Linked DNA regions of Rattus norvegicus: region 1 is linked to region 2. Evidence: chromatin contacts called from public Hi-C data. All regions are on one chromosome and are shown on one strand. Each heading gives the region's core, a stretch centred on a gene start, on an enhancer-like site or on the middle of the called end of the contact. The rest is flanking DNA. Distances are from core to core; before and after follow the strand shown.

Region 1 (2,724 bases), core at 54-2,553, 270 kb after region 2:
GGAAGCCAGGATCCCCAGGCTTGAGACAGTGAAAGGCAGTATTGGGGTGCCCTCTGCTGGGCACAGCCTGCAACTGTGCACTGCTCACCTCAGGCACCCGCAGCTCTGCAGCAGAAGGCCTGGCATCCTGCCCACCTCAGGCTCCCCAAGCCCTCCTTCTCTTTTCCTTCATCCACCTCCTCAAATCCCCCTGCTGGCCTTCAAAGCTACGTCCAAGGCAGGGGGCCCTCAAGGACAGTTCTGTGGTCTGGAGAAGCCAGAAGTGTTAGGCCAGGGGCTCAGGGTCTGACCAGCAGGCAGCGCACCCCAGCCAGACCCCCCCTGTCCTGGCTGACTGATCTGCAGCAGCTGTGGCCTCCACCTCCTGGGGCTGGAGGATGGGGCCTGGCTGTCTGGCAAAGTCAGCTCTCTGGAAGCTGATGGTGAGGGGGCTGTGCACACCAGGAGCTCCAAATCCTCTCTACTCTTTTCTCCAATGGAGAAGTAGGGTAAAGGGAAGTAAAGGCTTTTTATTGGAGGGGGTAAAAAGAGTAGCTGGACAGGAGGCACCTCCTGTTGCCAGAAACGCATTTTGCCTCTCATCTGTACAGCCAAACAGCAATGAGGGTCCTGTCCCCTTTAGAAACACGAAATGTTCATATTCTCAATGCTGGGGGTGGAGCTTCTCCCGCTTCCTACTGGGCTGGGGTGGGCCTATCCTGCAGTAAGCAGCACTCCCTGAGGACAAGGGTCCCTTCATCAAGGGCACAGGTCACAGAAGGCTCATCCCGACCCTCTCTTGCCATGTAGTCAGGAGGAGCACCAGCCCTTGGAGGAGCCAGTCTGAGACTAGGGACCCACAGCTAAGCAATGTGGGGCAGGCAGGAAGCAGAGCTGCTTTGATGGTGTGTTCTGCGTCAGAATGAGTGGCTATGACGAAGGATCAGGCGCTGTGTGGAAACCCAGTTACTGCCTGCAAGGTGCCCCTTTCTGAGCTCCTAGCAAGAGCCAGACCAGAGACCAGCCAGGAGCCAGAGGGTGGTCTGTTTCCAGGAGCAGATGGTAGCCCTGGGGAGACTGGCCTGGGACAGAATGTGACATTCTAGGGGTCACTGGCAGGCATGTGGGGATGGGGAAAAAAAAAGAGCAGGCTGGCCTCAGGGCTCACCCATCCTAGATGTACTGCCAGATCAATCTCCCTGAAAAGACAGCCCTCTGCACATCCCTGCTCAAATCTCTCCAGTAGCTGCCCATCACACACTGAATCAAGGCCAAATGCCACCCTCTGCATTCCAAGCCCTTTCCAGGCAAGCCCCAGGCTACCTCACAGACTCATCCCCTGCCAGTCCTTTCCAGAACCCTCTGCTCCAGCCAAATGGATTTGCTGTACTGAAGCAGGCCCTTCAGTCAGTCCCCCGCCCCCATGCCTTTGTTCACACCATCTCCTCTCCCTGCAGTGTCCTTCCCCACACTCCTCTCCTCCCCCTCATCGCCTTGTCTGAGCTGCCCACACTTCCAGCCCATTCAGACACATCTTCCTGAGGCTTCCCTGATCCTGGGCTGAGGTGACTCAACTCTTCTTGGCGCCCACAGCACTTTACCTGACCGTTTGCAAGACTTACTGCTTCCTGCCTCTCTCACGTTTCATGCTGAACTATGTTAGAGATTTTATTCCTTTCCAGAGGCTGGGCCTCTGAGGCACAGGGATTCAGAGAGATAGAAGTCTGTTTCCCCAGTACCTGGCACATAGTAGGAACTCAGAAAACAAGCTGTGAATTAGGAAATCACCAACTTCTTTCAGCAAAAATACATACATGAAGCTGAGCTCTTAGCTAAGCCTAGAAAGGGGCTGTCACATCCTACCCAACCAGTGTGACAGAGGTCAGACACCTCAGATGGCCAGGACCCCAGACAGCCCTCTATTGAATGTGGGTGCCCTCTGGTCCCTGGGGAAGCTCCCGGTGCTTCAGCTAACTTCTGCGTGTGTGGCGTCTCCCCCACTCCCATTCTGCTGACTTGGGTGGGTTTCTTAAGCTTCCCCAGGCCTGCCTAGTTTCAGCCAGACGATGGCACACCAGCTGGCCTGTCTGTCTGGGCAGAGCCGACGGATGCCAGACGGAGCAGAAATGGCTGTGGGCCCAGCTCTATCCATCTCTAGTCTTGGCCCTGGCTGGGGGATGGGGGTCTGCCTGCCTGCCTGTCTGATGGCGCTGCAGGCAGGACTGGGGCCCTGATGGCCTCTGAAGATGTGAGGCGTCTTAGGATACTGACCTGTCTTTCCTTTTACCACCAGTCAGTGTATAGTGAGTGGGTCTAAGAGCCCAGAAAGCAAATGCAGGGTCATTCAACTGCAGAATCATGTTATAAAGTTCCTCAAGCTCCTCAGTTGTATCTATCAAGATTCCACTGTTTTTTTTTTTTTTTCCCGGAGCTGGGGACTGAACCCAGGGCCTTGCGCTTGCTAGGCAAGCGCTCTACCACTGAGCTAAATCCCCAACCTCACATATTTTTTTTAAAGTTTTTTTTTTTTTTTTTTACATGAGTACTTGCTGTCTTCAGACACACCAGAAAAGGGCATCAGATCCCACTACAGATGGTTGTGAGCCACCATGTGGTTGCTGGGATTTGAACTCAGGACCTCTGGAAGAGCAGTCAGTGCTCTTAACCACTGAGCCATCTCCCCAGCCCCCCATTCACATCTTATAACAAAGCAATTGTGAATCACCTGCACACTAAATGTTTTGT
Region 2 (2,864 bases), core at 207-2,706:
GAGGCGCACATTCCCATCTGTGGGATAGGCAAGGCAGGGGGCCCAGAGCCAGGGGCTGGAGAACAGATGTGACCTGAAGAGGAGGTAGGTGAAAGTGCGCCCAGCCCCCACGCCGCAGCAGGAGCTGGAGAACTGTTGAATTCCGCTCACAAATAATTGTTCGAATTCGGGAGAAGGCATGGTATCTATAAATTGTCCAGGATTTTTGCGCCCTCGCCTCCAGTGGACGACAATAAAAAGTAGGCGCTGGAAGAACTAAATCCAGGGTTGAGTTTGGGGCGAAGGGCCACTAAATGCGGAGGAGACTGGCGTTTCCAGAGTGGCTTTCTCGCCAGAAGCCTCTTCCTAAAAGAAAAACGTCCCCAAATTGTGAGCGTTGGTCCTCCCGTCTCTCCATGGGCCCTCTCAACGTGTTTGGGACACCCCAGAAAGTCGCAGCTCTTTTGGCTCATCCTCTGATGCCCGATTCCACTCATTTCATTCTTAGACCCCGCCCCTGCGCTACCACCCGCAACCTTGGCGCAGCCAGAGCCCCGAGTAGGGGCCTCGGAACGCCGGGAATGTTCCTAACCCTTGAGGAGGATCAGCAGTCCTAGATAAAACGGGACTCATCCGGGCCGGGGATACTCCCGGACAGGGTCCGCTCCGGGCCGCGCCGTCGGAGCAGCCCGGAGCGGCCCCGCCCGCACAGTGCGCGGAGCGGCGGAGCGGTGACTACAAGTTCCGGCGTGCTTTGCGCACGCTCCCCCCCTGGGGTTCCGGATGGTGAGCAGCGAAGGTAAGGCGAGCTCGCAGAGGCAGCGGCGGCGGCGGCGGAGACGGAGAGAGGCAAGCAGGCAGGCAGGGCGAGGGCGAGAGACGGAGGGAGGGAGCGAGCGAGGCAGACCAGACAGACAGACAGGCGGGCGGGCGGGCAGAGCGAGCCACCCGCCAGGCTGCGCTCAGCCTCGCTCGCAGCGGAGAGAGCAGAAGGCAGGAGGAGGGAGGGGAGGAGGGAGGAGGGAGGGAGAGAGGGAATCCAGCTACCACCACCCAAAGCCAGCGTCTGCTTTCTGTCCTCATTTCCTTTTCCCACCCAGCTCGGAGAGCAGAGAAAGGCAGAGAGAGCGAGAAATAGAGACAGGCAGACAAACAGACAGACAGACAGAGCGGGAGGGAGAAGGGCGGCGGAGGAGGAGCAGGAGGACTACGCGGGGCGCCTTCCCTCCCAGGTTTGCAATTGGGGGGTTGGGGCGGGGGTGTCCAGGGCTGTGAGAGTGTGTGAGCGGCTGGGGAAGCGAGTGGGGCGCAGATAGCGAAGGAGTAATCGTGGTGGGGGGGGCGCCGCGGGAGCGGGGGGCCGTGTCCAGCGGAGTTAGCGGCGGAGAATGTGAGCCGAGGCGCAAGCCATGCTGTCAGCGACGGCAGGCGGCTCAGGGCTCCTCTACGACTCCTCTTCCCAGCAGCCGGGCGCCCGTGTTGCTGTCGCCGGCGGAAGATAGACGCCCCCCGAAACCCCTCGCTTGGCTCGGACCCACGGAGCCGGCAGCCCAGCACTCCGGTAAGTAGCGTCTCCTCCCCAGCTCTAGACGCCGTTGGGGACCGGCCGGCCAGGCTCTTTTGTGCAGCGCACTGTGGGGGGGGCCCAGCGCCCCCAGTCCGGTCCGCCGGACCCCGTGGCTGCGGTGCCCGCGGTGCGATCGGTCTTTGTTTCCACCGGGGCCCGCGGCTCGGCTGGGCTCGGCTCGAAGCCTGGCAGGCAGCGCCGGGAAGGGGGAGGGGGAGGTGGACGGGGAGGGGGGGCGGGGAGGGGGGGTTCTCGGGTTTCCTGGCCGCCCCGCGGCTCCCCCGGCTCGGGGGCGAGGTGCGCGCCCAGCGCTGCCGCGCACCCCCTCCTCCTTCCCCCTCCCTCCGCCTTTGGATTTAAAACTGCAATTTGCTCTCCAGCTTGCTGAGAATGTGGGGGGGGGGTGGGATGTAGGGGGACCGTGGGAGCGGAGAACAAGGCTGGATTTTAGGATAGGCGCTGGGAAAAGGGGAGACTGCGGAGGGAGGAGCCCCTCCCCTCCAGCCCCCAAATCCCAAGGTTCCGTTGGCGCTCTGGGAGTTGAGGGGCGGGGACCTAATGACCCGGAGGGGGTGTGGGGCGGAGGAGGGATTTGGGGGCGGCCTGGCCGGAGGGGTTGGGCCGCGTGCCCGGTTACCTGGCGAACAAAGTCGGCTCACTTTTGCATAAATAAATAAATAATCGTGTATCAATACGTTTCCTCTAGGGCTCTGATTGAATCGGCCCCCTCTTCCCCAGGGGGTGGGGTGCTGAGTGACAGCTGTCAGCCCCCTAGGTCGGGAGCTGGGGTGAGCTGTTGAATCTCTGCTTTCTGGCTGAGGGCGCCTTCCCCGGCTGGGTCTGGGTCCCTGGACAGAGCCAAAGGGGCAGGGGGCTGGCTCTGAGACTAGGAAATAACCTTGCTTCCTGTTCTACAGGAAAAGGGACAGCAACCCAGAGTTTGGGGGCTGGGGATGAGGACTGATGGGAGCTGGGGGGGAGGGTTCCCCAGCAGCCTGACCCCCCAGCCTCCTGCCAGGCGAAGGGGCCAGCTGAGGGAGGAAGGATGTGGGCCTTGCTGGCCGGAGGCGGGAGCTGGGGCTGTCCCTGAGGCGGGCAGCGGGCACAGATCGCAGAGAGCAGGAGGAGGGAGAGAAGCGGGGGCGGGAATTCTCTACCGCAGACCCTAGGGGCCAGGGCCAGATGTGGAGGGGTGGGGAGTCTCCCCTCCCTCCCAGCTTGGGGGCCCTGGGGCTGGGCTGGGAGGGGCTGAGCCTGGTGCCCTCGGTTCTGCACCAGTGCTTGACTGGCAGGGCCAGCTGAATTTGGGCCCAGGCGT

Evidence for each region. Hi-C and Micro-C count contacts between places; a contact is called where the count stands out from the background.
Region 1: a Hi-C map of frontal cortex shows a contact between it and region 2, with 5 times the contacts expected there. The contact joins the enhancer-like site here to the promoter of Ahdc1 in region 2. A contact is called at or near these places in 12 of 12 Hi-C or Micro-C datasets (the A7r5 cell line, the Rat2 cell line, Schwann cells and 7 more) and 1 of 1 datasets of contacts at active chromatin or transcription factors (oligodendrocytes).

Annotation. Positions count from the first base shown.
Region 1 is chr5:150,780,683-150,783,406 of GRCr8, forward strand. All of the region lies in intron 12 of Wdtc1 (WD and tetratricopeptide repeats 1), which reads right to left. Among named protein-coding and RNA genes, the nearest start is that of Tmem222, 21 kb to the left of the region's middle. Within about 2 kb of position 1,304, at least 28 of the 93 cell types and tissues checked have an H3K27ac peak or open chromatin away from gene starts, as enhancers often do.
Region 2 is chr5:150,511,422-150,514,285 of GRCr8, forward strand. It overlaps Ahdc1 (AT hook, DNA binding motif, containing 1), which reads left to right and starts at 1,457. Exons shown (of 6, transcript NM_001134956.1): 1 at 1,457-1,540.